Regions from separate parts of the Mus musculus genome. Here region 2 is linked to region 1. Evidence: chromatin contacts called from public HiChIP or PLAC-seq data. All regions are on one chromosome and are shown on one strand. Each heading gives the region's core, a stretch centred on a gene start, on an enhancer-like site or on the middle of the called end of the contact. The rest is flanking DNA. Distances are from core to core; before and after follow the strand shown.

The links. HiChIP or PLAC-seq counts read pairs in DNA pulled down with a chosen protein or histone mark.
Region 2: a contact with region 1 is called in a FOXA1 HiChIP or PLAC-seq map of pancreatic cancer cells. The contact joins two enhancer-like sites. A contact is called at or near these places in 1 of 15 datasets of contacts at CTCF or cohesin (the NIH/3T3 cell line), 1 of 484 Hi-C or Micro-C datasets (nephron progenitors) and 1 of 115 datasets of contacts at active chromatin or transcription factors (pancreatic cancer cells).

What each region holds. Positions count from the first base shown.
Region 1 is chr15:40,500,130-40,505,097 of GRCm38.p6, forward strand. No RefSeq gene overlaps it. Among named protein-coding and RNA genes, the nearest start is that of Gm16294, 25 kb to the right of the region's middle. Within about 2 kb of position 1,877, at least 4 of the 459 cell types and tissues checked have an H3K27ac peak or open chromatin away from gene starts, as enhancers often do. A contact at or near this core is called in pancreatic cancer cells, where this site is marked.
Region 2 is chr15:41,024,515-41,029,925 of GRCm38.p6, forward strand. The region is part of intron 5 of Zfpm2 (zinc finger protein, multitype 2); the gene reads left to right. Among named protein-coding and RNA genes, the nearest start is that of Gm46502, 150 kb to the right of the region's middle. Within about 2 kb of position 3,982, at least 42 of the 459 cell types and tissues checked have an H3K27ac peak or open chromatin away from gene starts, as enhancers often do. A contact at or near this core is called in pancreatic cancer cells, where this site is marked.

The DNA of each region.
Region 1 (4,968 bases), core at 627-3,126:
CCCCTTTTTATAAGCATGGTTGATATGAGTAACTAAATATCAATTTCCTCTCGATGCATTTTTTCATGGAACAAATCACTTTTTTCCAGAAGAATTCTTCTGGTGACGGTCACATAATGAAAGTGCTTCCCAACAGATAGTCATCACACAGAGCTGGTCTTTTTATTTATTTATTTCTCTGTCTGATTTCCAAAAATGCAATCTGATTTCATGAGGACGTAGGCCAACGGACCAATAAATGACTGTTGTAAGTATGTATCAAGAAACGGTCACCACCCGTGATGCTGGCTTGCCCTGTACCTCTTTCTTTCCTTCTGAGAGCTGTAATTCCAGCACCAGGCCATGCGCATGATCCAGTGCAGAGTTCAGCCCCAGGCAGCTTTAAATAAAACATTGACATTTTGAAAAATGATCCAAGTGTTTCCTTTCTTCACCTTCTATTTTTTTTTTTTTAAACTTTGCCATTCCAGGTAGTATCAAAGAGGAAAAATGCTGCCCCAATTCGGAGGGGGGTATGTCTCTAATCACTGAGTAGATTTCATATTTTCTATGGTATAACAAACAGTTCAATGACAATCAGTAAATACTGTAAGATAAAGTTGTAAATGGACAATAGTTGGGTTTTATTTTTGTTTGTTTGTTTTTTCCTTTTTAATTTTTTCCCCTTTAACTTCATCATAATATACCTTCCTTCCTGAAAACTGAACCTGGGAAATGTAGTGTGTGTTCATGGGCTTAGAATACACACACACACACACACACACACACACACACACACACACACAATGCATCAGCCATTATTGAAGGTAATTTCAAGACAGCAATTGAAGACAATGACTTCCTCTTATTCTAACTTGCTAATTTTATTAGGATTTTATTATGAATGTTTTGATAGTACACACATATTTTACAGCACACCTCATTGTTCTTAAGAGATAAGCAAATTTACTGTGACATTGCATTAGCTTGGGCTGTGTCCTTGTCAAGGAACTAGGAGATGGGGTAGCATATTCCAGGAGGTGACAGTCACAGCCTTTGACCTGAAAATAGATACATTAGATTTAGTTTGTTGGACATAAGTTAATTATCAAATCTCATCATACAAATTGTCTTTAAGGAGAAAAGGCAGCAGGATGTCTCATTTATGCAGAGTTCTCTGCTCGACTCCACCGAAGCCCTTGCTCTCTCCTGCCAGGAGCCACAGCCTCTGATGGAGACTTTAATTCATGGTGATACTGCAGTGCAGTTCATTTCACGATCTCTATTGTTGTGTCCCTGATGGTTCATTCTTCTCAGTAATGGGAATGGCTCTGCTCTATAGGAGGTTAAACATACAGAACCCTCCTGGCTTGCATGATTTCTGACTTCAGTCTAGTCCCTGGCACACAGACAGTGAGAGAAAGGCTGTCATTTTTGTTTTTCCTTATTTCTTTTTCCAGCAAGCAATAGAAGCTAATACAGGATTTTCTCTTAAAGCGGAGGAAGGTTACACACATACATATGACTACCTGTAACTGGAATTAAAAAAAAAAAAAGAAAAAGCTGCACAAAAGGTCTCAGCCTTGTTTCACACGTAACAAATCAAATCATCAACTCTGCTAATCACCAAGTCCCTCAGCAGGTGCTCCTTCAGGGGCGTGTTCATGTAAAACTTTTGTGCTTGTTTGTTTAAAGGCTTCATATAAATTTGCAGGTGATGAGAGCAACTTTCACTCTGATAAAAGAACAGGCCAACCTACTGATTGGAGAAAATTACATGAAGTCTTTTAATCAAAGTCTCTGTGGTCGGCTGTCTGATTTTCTAGGCCAGATGTCAAATGTTTGTCACTGAAGTCGATGTTGACATAATCGCTAGACCAATTCCAGGAATGAGTAAGTGACACGGTAACAATGTTTCATTTCAGCAAGAAACTGGGCCTTTTCTCCAGCCACGAACAGAACAGCAGGACCACTCTGATTCAATATAATTTCATAAACCAACTTTAAATTTTTTAGACTGTGTGTCTTTTGTAAAAATTCTAGAATATAATGTGCAACTGGATAGATTTAGTTAAAGTGCAAAACAAATTGTAATTACCAATTTGTTTATATTTTAAGGATTCATATTCAATCTAATAGATAATTAAGTACTTGTTTTTAACAGATTCGTGGCATTTTCTTTTTTGAAACAATTACAGCCAATCATATACATGGTGCTAGAGCTCCTTTCATGCTGGAGTTATGGATTTTTTATCTGACAGACACAAGCATTTGCCTTTCTCATACGTTCTCTTCCCAAGCAGCAGTCATGTGTGTGATACAAAATAATTAAACTAATAAAATAACAACGTTGGTCTTAGATTTTTCTAAAGTCACATGTCAAAATATTTCTATGTTTTACAGTGATTCACATCTCTTTTCTGGAAAGAATACTGATATTTAGAAGACCAAATATTTTTCTGAAATTCTTGGAAATCAACTTTGGGGTAATTTGAAAACACACTGTGACAAGGCATAATTCAGCCTGAAGAAATTCCAGTGGTGTGGGCCTCTCCCTCTGTGGCACCTGGTTTCATTCCTAAAATTCTCTACCTTCTCCTGTCATGTCATTAGCTGAAAGAGAATTAAAATGCTTAGAGAAATATATCCTAAAGTCTTCTCAGAACTGTGAGTTGCAGAGTGAAGGGCCTTGGAGGGTGTTAACAGTGGCTGGAGCCTCTACTTGGTATGTTCCTTGTCCTGAATTCCATGCCCAACTCAAGGAAGGAAAGAAGGAAGTGAGGGAAGGAGGGAGGGAGGGAGGGAGGGAGGGAGGGAGGGAGGGAGGGAGGGAGGGAGGGAGGGAGGAAAGAAAAAACTAAGACTAACTATATTTCTGTAGGTGTGGCTGGAACTTTTAATGTGTCTTTTATCAAAAAAAGGCACCTGATAAATCTAATCAGTAGTGCAACTCCATCCTACCTTGAATAGCATGCTTTTAAAACATACTCCCTCTCAAAATGTGGCCATGTGCAATGCCTGTCTGCCATCTGACTAGTACATTCCTCCTATCATTTCTTCTGAGGCTATTAGAACAGGATTGCCATGACTTTTGAATTTTAGACCTCAGTCTCATTATCTACTGCTGTGTAGCGGCTCATTGTCAATCTGTAAAACAACTCTCATTTTATTATCCCTCTCACCCACTCTTGGCTGGAGTCTGGGGCTGGCATCATTTCAGAGACTTTCTGAATAACATATCTAGTTGACCTGCAATCTCATCTAAGAAGTCCATAGACTCCCCCTGCAACCTTGGCTTGATCATATCAGACAGAAAGTAGATCACTGTTTCTTAATCTTAATCATAATCATATTCATTTCTACCATGGTCTGTTGGTCAATCATTTAGAGCACCTTAGTTCAAGGAGAAAGGGCATAGATTTCACCCAATTCTTTATTATTATTTTTTTTGTGTGTTTTATACAATGTGTTTTATTGTTTTTACCTTCACTTTCTGCAGCTCATTCCTGATTCACCCTCCCCTCTCCACCCAATTTTGTATCAGATTTTTAAAATTAAACCACAATGCCTACTTCTCTTTCCTCTCTATAAGCCCATCCATGCCTCCTCTCTCTAATTCCTCACAGGTCACCTCTGTCTCCCTTTCAAAATTAGACTTTCCCAGGAATGAGTCCCTTGATTGTTTATCAAGAGAAAGTATGAGCTATGAAATTATACACACACACACACACACACACACACATACACCACAAAACTGACTCAGCATTTTGTATTTATATATTTTGCATATATGCAAATACAAATATACATACTTTGTTGAATGTGTGGCTTACCACTATAGCATCGTCCGTTTGCCAGGGGTATGTCTGTAGAGTAAATTGTCTCTCCCTCTCCTAGCAGTTAATAATTCCCAACATTTCCACAGCTTTGAGTGGGATTGTATATGGCCAGCTTCTCTCTGCAGGCTGGGTTTTTGTTTTTTACATGAAACTGAAATCAGTGTGAGTTCTTCTTTTTGTTTTAATTTTTTATTAGGTATTTTCCTCGTTTACATTTTCAATGCTATCCCAAAGGTCCCCCATATCCACCCCCCCCCCACTCCCCTACCCACCCACTCCCCGATTTTGGCCCTGGCGTTCCCCTGTACTGGGGCATATAAAGTTGGCAAGTCCAATGGGCCTCTCTTTGCAGTGATGGCCGACTAGGCCATCTTTTGATGCATATGCAGCTAGAGACAAGAGCTCCGGGGTACTGGTTAGTTCATATTGTTGTTCCACCTATAGGGTTGCAGTTCCCTTTAGCTCCTTGGGTAATATCTCTAGCTCCTGCATTGGGGGCCGTGTGATCCATCCAATAGCTGACTGTGATCATCCACTTCTGTGTTTGCTAGGCCCCGGCATAGTCTCACAAGAGAGAGCTATATCTGGGTCCTTTAGCGAAATTTTGCTAGTATGTGCAATGGTGTCAGCGTTTGGAAGCTGATTATGGGATGGATCCCTGCATATGGCAATCACTAGATGGTCCATCTTTTTGTCACAGCTCCAAATTTTGTCTCTGTAACTCCTTTCATGGGTGTTTTGTTCCCATTTCTAGGAAGGGGTAAAGTGTCCACACTTTGGTCTTCCTTCGTCTTGAATTTCATGCATTTAGCAAGTTGTATCTTATATCTTGGGTATCCTAAGTTTCTGGGCTAATATCCACTTATCAGTGAGTACATATTGTGTGAGTTCCTTTGTGATTGGGTTACCTCACTCAGGATGATGCCCTCCAGGTCCATCCATTTGCCTAGGAATTTCATAAATTCATTTTTTTTAATAGCTGAGTAGTATTCCATTGTGTAAATGTACCACGTTTTCTGTATCCATTCCTCTGTTGAGGGGCATCTGGGTTCTTTCCAGCTTCTGGCTATTATAAATAAGGCTGCTATGAACATAGTGGAGCATGTGTCCTTCTTACCGATTGGGACATCTTCTGGATATATGCCCAGGA
Region 2 (5,411 bases), core at 2,732-5,231, 530 kb after region 1:
TATAATACAGAATCAACCAAACACCAAGATCTACTGGGAGTCCCATCTTAGCTGAGAGCAGATATTTTATTATTTTATGTATATGGGTGTTTTACCTGCATGTACCTCGGTGCAGCACATGTGTGCAGTACTCATGGAGACCACATGATGACATCAGATCCTCTGAGACTGGACTGAGAGACAGGTGTGAGTCACCATGTGAGTGCTGGAAATGTCATCCCCTCAAAGAGCTGCCAGTGCTCTTAAACATGGGGCCGTCTCTCCAACACCTATGATTTTTGTACACAAAAAGCAGCAGAGTATAATAAATTTAATAGATGGTGCTAGGAATCGGAGTCATTATTTATTTAAAGGGTTTTTTCAGGAATGTTTTGTAGGATGATACCTGAAAAAGACACCAAAGTTTGAGCAGCATGATAGGTGCAGAATGAAACATGAGACCATCTGCTCAGGTTTTGGATTTCGTTATGAAACTCCAAACGCAGCTCCATTTGGGACAGGGGTAGCGTCTACACATTTTGGCTTCCTCCAAGCTCTGCCCAAGCTTTGAACCTACACTGTCTCTTATCTGTTATAGGAACTTGCAGTTGTGCACATTAAACCGGATTAACTTTGGTGAGGTCACATATATGGCTAGCAAGGACTAGTGGAGTGACGTAGTATTGTTGCAAGGATGGAGAAGTTCTGTAACTGTTATCCAGCTGGAAGCTTTGTTTTTTTAAATCAAACATTCATTTTAAGATGGGGATGAGTATGCTGTTTGCCATAGATTAAATTATACTTAACTCATGGGTCTGGAAAAATGTTTTGCCTTCCAATTATGTATCATGCCTAGTGTGGTCATTGGCAAAGTTCTGTCTCTTGCGTTCGTTGAGGAACCCCGAAGAGTAGAGCCCAGCACAGACTTCTTTGATCACTGTGCTAGGAAGCTAGGATGTGGAGAAATGCCCACTGGCTATTAATGAATATATAACTTCTACCCATATTACATTTGACAAATCAAGTCAAGCTTAATTCAAATGTGGGTTAGGAAAAGCAATTTCTTTTTAATATTCATGAAAGGGAAACAGAACCACTTTCTATGTTCAAATGGAAAGACATGCGGGGAGGAGGGGGTAACCATTTCTACTCTTCCAAAACTCTGTAGGAAATATAGTTTAAGTTCAGGACTGGAACCATGCCATAAGCTAAATCTCATAAAGCTTGAAAACACAAGGCAGGGTGCGTGTGCTCGTATGTGTGTTTGTAAGCATTGCGTTTCTATATTTGTAGTGGTTTTGAAAGAGCTCTCCAAAGCCCTTGCTTATGATACCCATAAGCATTGATGCCCACCGTCCTATGTGGATGGTCTTGTGGCTTCTTGTAACTTCTCTGTGTCCTGCTCTCTGCATCATTAAAAGGGAAGCTAGGTTGCAGTGTGCATGTACACTAGGGCCCTTCTCACCCACACCCCCAGCAGAGTGAGTGCTCTCTACATTCTAGCCCCATGATGGTGTATTTCTCTCTTTCCCTATTTCCACTCAGCTTCTCACCAGCCAACCTGAAGCTTTGTTACCATTTTGGGCTCTGACCTTTGTCCCTGTACTCTCTCTCTCTCTCTCTGTGAGCTTTGTGGGATTTTTGTTTGTTTGCTTGTTTGTTTTACCATAAACCTGTAACTTTTCAGTTGTACAAGGTAACAAAAGGCATTTTGAACAGATTTTCAAACAAACAAACAAAACAACAAGGATATTGGATGCACAAAGACCAAAGCAGTTAATGCCCCTTTCCTAAGGAATTGGTCAAATCTTTATTGTATTTTTATAGCTGTTTCCTGATTTCACTATTAAAAAACATTTATACTCTGTACTTTTGAGCTAATTTTCTGACATAGAGTACATCATTCACCCAATGACTATAACTCAGATTCATGCCTTAAATATTCTTGGATAATTAGAACTCCATTTAAGAGACTACTGTGTAGTGGTTTACCTAACGCATAGGGCAGATTGTATCCTTGTGAGGATCCTCCACAAACTAGCCGAAGTTCCCATTTCTGTGTATGCTATGTGCTCTTTCTTACTATGACATATATATACATGTATATATATATATATATATATAGAGAGAGAGAGAGAGAGAGAGAGAGGGAGGGAGGGAGGGAGACAGTTCCCATTTCCATGTATTCTGTGTGTTCTTCCTTTCTATGACATTTTAAGCTCCTCAGATAGTAAATTTGGTGAAATTCAAAATCCATGATGTGAAGTTAAAATAAATTAAATTGTAATAAATAATAATTCTATTGCTTTTTAATTATTTTACTCATCTGTGATTTAATATTTTGAGTTTGTTTGAAACCATTATGTCAGCATAGTAAATATATACATGCATACATACATATATACATACATGCATACATACATACATGCGTACACATACACATGTTGTCTATGAAGGTGTATCAGCATCACATTGCTAGATTAAATTTGGCCATGGTAATGATGTTTGTTTTATGTAAATTGGCACAAGCTACAAACTGAGTATTATTTGTTTCTTACCTAGAGAAATCAAGAGAATTGTTTAAATAATGTCAGTTAAACTTTACAATGTTCCTTATCTAGCTAGCCCACTGGGAAAAATGCAAAATTTAGAGAAAATCACATTGTGGTATTTAAAGGTCTGACCTTGTCCCATGAAGTCACTGCTCATCCCTAAGGCAAGCACTATGTTCTGATATATGTCTTTGGTGTTTCACTTTAGCCTTGCGAGGACACCAGAACAAGGGAGCAGCAGTCATATTAGAACAACAGCTGTCGGTCATCTACAACTTAGTCTGACTATGGAAACAAAAATTGCTCAAAGACCAGAAAGTGCATTCTAACTTGCTGTGCTGAGAGACAGCTATATGTTTTATTATTTGGTTTGTATTATGTACTACATGTGATTTCTACAAATATATTAGGAAGCCTTTATATGTGTGTCTATATACTCTCATTCATACATGTTTTTAGGGGGTCAAATAGTAAACATTTTATTAGGCTGTCATTGAAACTAAAGTTTATATATTTTAATGGTTTTGTTTAGTGATAAATAGCCACAGAGTGATAGAGCTAAATCCCAGTCTACATCTAACTTATTCAGTTACAATTTTTTTTGTATTGTCAAAATGTGGTTTTCAGACAATCTGCTCCAGACTCCTCTGCTGAGAGGAGGCCTGTAGATTTCTCAGACCTTGATCCAGACCTCCTGATTCAGAAGTTCTGGGGTTTGGGCCAAGAAGCCTACAATTTCCTATTCAGTCCACCTGAGCTATATGTAGCCTCTAATATAATATGTATTAATAAATTATAAATATAATATTATTGTCTTTTCTCTCAAAGACAGAATGGCTAAATTCTCAAGTAGTTTTTCATAATCTGAAACCATGTCCATTTGGAGGTCAGGGAAAAGGGACGCTAGCAGGCAAAATGACTTCTCTTGGTTTGACTTGTAAGAAGTAACTTGTAGCATGTATTCATCTGTTTATGTGACTTTCATTAACATGCATATATGTGAAGAAATATATACGCCCATTGTGTTATACATGATATGTTAGTGTATGTGACTCATATACTACATGTGATAATACTGGGTCAGGTATGTTAATAACGAAGCAGTGCCCCGCAGAGCCCCTCTAACACACTTTCCATGATTTACAGGAAGTCTTCTAAACCTTGTGTGAGATCATGTGTTCCTATTATCAAGAATTTCCCAGAAGGGATGTATTCTCTAAGATCCCTTGATTTAGTCAAATCTGGACGCCCAAAGAAAACATGTAGCTGCCTTGTGTGCTTTTTCACAAGTCTAAAAGAGTCGGAGTGACTTCCTGAGGTTTGCAGTCTCATCCCCTCTCACCGTGTATCAACTCCCTAAGAGTTTTAAAGAATGCAGCACAACAGGGGAGTCACTTAAGGCAGCAAATTCATCTCCACCAATGCTGAGCCTCCTGTGACAATGGATTAATCATCAAAGTCGATTACTCTGTCACATTCTCCAAGGGTGAAATCACACATCTCACCACTGGTGTGTGGAGCAGGCATTGCCTTCATCTTCCTGGCACAGATACAAACTGTGAGCAACTTTTATGCGCTGCAGACTTGGAAGTGCTGATACATTTAAAAGAGAGCTGCCTTTCCAGCATCACCTGCCCTGTGGCTGCTGAAAAATTATACTCCGTGCATGTCTCTCAATATTCCCCACTGATAGGTCAGCAGCTATTACAAAACTGCCCTGATAAGAATCTGCTGGGAGCGTCAAGGATCGAATTAACCCAAATGGAACCACTGAGTCAGAGGAAAGCAAAGAGATGAAGCCGAATGGCTAACAGCTCTTTCTTTTCAGAGTGTTTATATCACAGCCTCCCTTCGTGACAAAAAAATCAAACTCTTAGTCTTTTGTATAAGATTGTGCTCGTCATCCCTGGGCTCAGTCACTTCCATGTTCTCTGATAAGAGCTGCGTTGTCATTGCGTCTAATACTCGTCTTACATTATCTGCGTTCCCCTCCCCTGTTTCCATTTATTTCAACTCCACTAATAGGTTACTCAGTCCTTTACATTAGAAACCATGACAGTGTTTTCCATAGTCTCCATCATACTCACCTTGGGGTGGATATTTTACCAATTCTTGTCAGATAGCTGTTAAATTACGTGGAATGGTGTTCCTAGACTTCGGTGGTGGTTAGGGTTTTGTTTCATTTGTTTGTTTGTTTTCTTTTCTTCTTTTGAGACATGTTACTAAAACGATCTACAGTCTTGCACAGTAGGAAAGGAGGATGGCTTTGAACTTGAGATTCTCCTGCCTCTACTCCTGAACACGAGGTCTGATGGTTCTTTAGATTGGAGTCAAAGCTTCCTGCGTGATGAGTAACGGCTGATCCCCAGAGAAATATTGATTGAATTATTGAGTATTCATTACAGAAAAAAATGTCCATGATTAATACACGAAATCAGAGTATGAGTGAGTGTATTAGCAACACACCTTGAGCTTTGTTTGTTTGGATTTTATTTTCTTTCATGCTTACACAACATAGTCCTTCGGTCTCAGTGCAGCATAAATGAGTTGTAGTTGATTGCATAGGCTCCGAAATGGTCAGTTCTACCTCATACCGTGGGTAGAAGGGAGCTATATTGGACTGTGAGCTCCTAGACTCCTGATTATATACTTACTGTGGAGCCTGACTTTGGACTATAGACAGTAGCATACTGTATAAACATGAATAAACTATACAACTTAATTTTATTATCTGTAGAATAATATCAGCAGGGTCTGAAAACTTAGTCACCAAATATGTGAGATCATAATTAGTCATAGTAATCCTGGCAAAAACATTGGGCCTCAATAAATATGTTGTTCCCTGATTGTAGGTTGGCGCCACCTGGTGGTCGCTGCTCA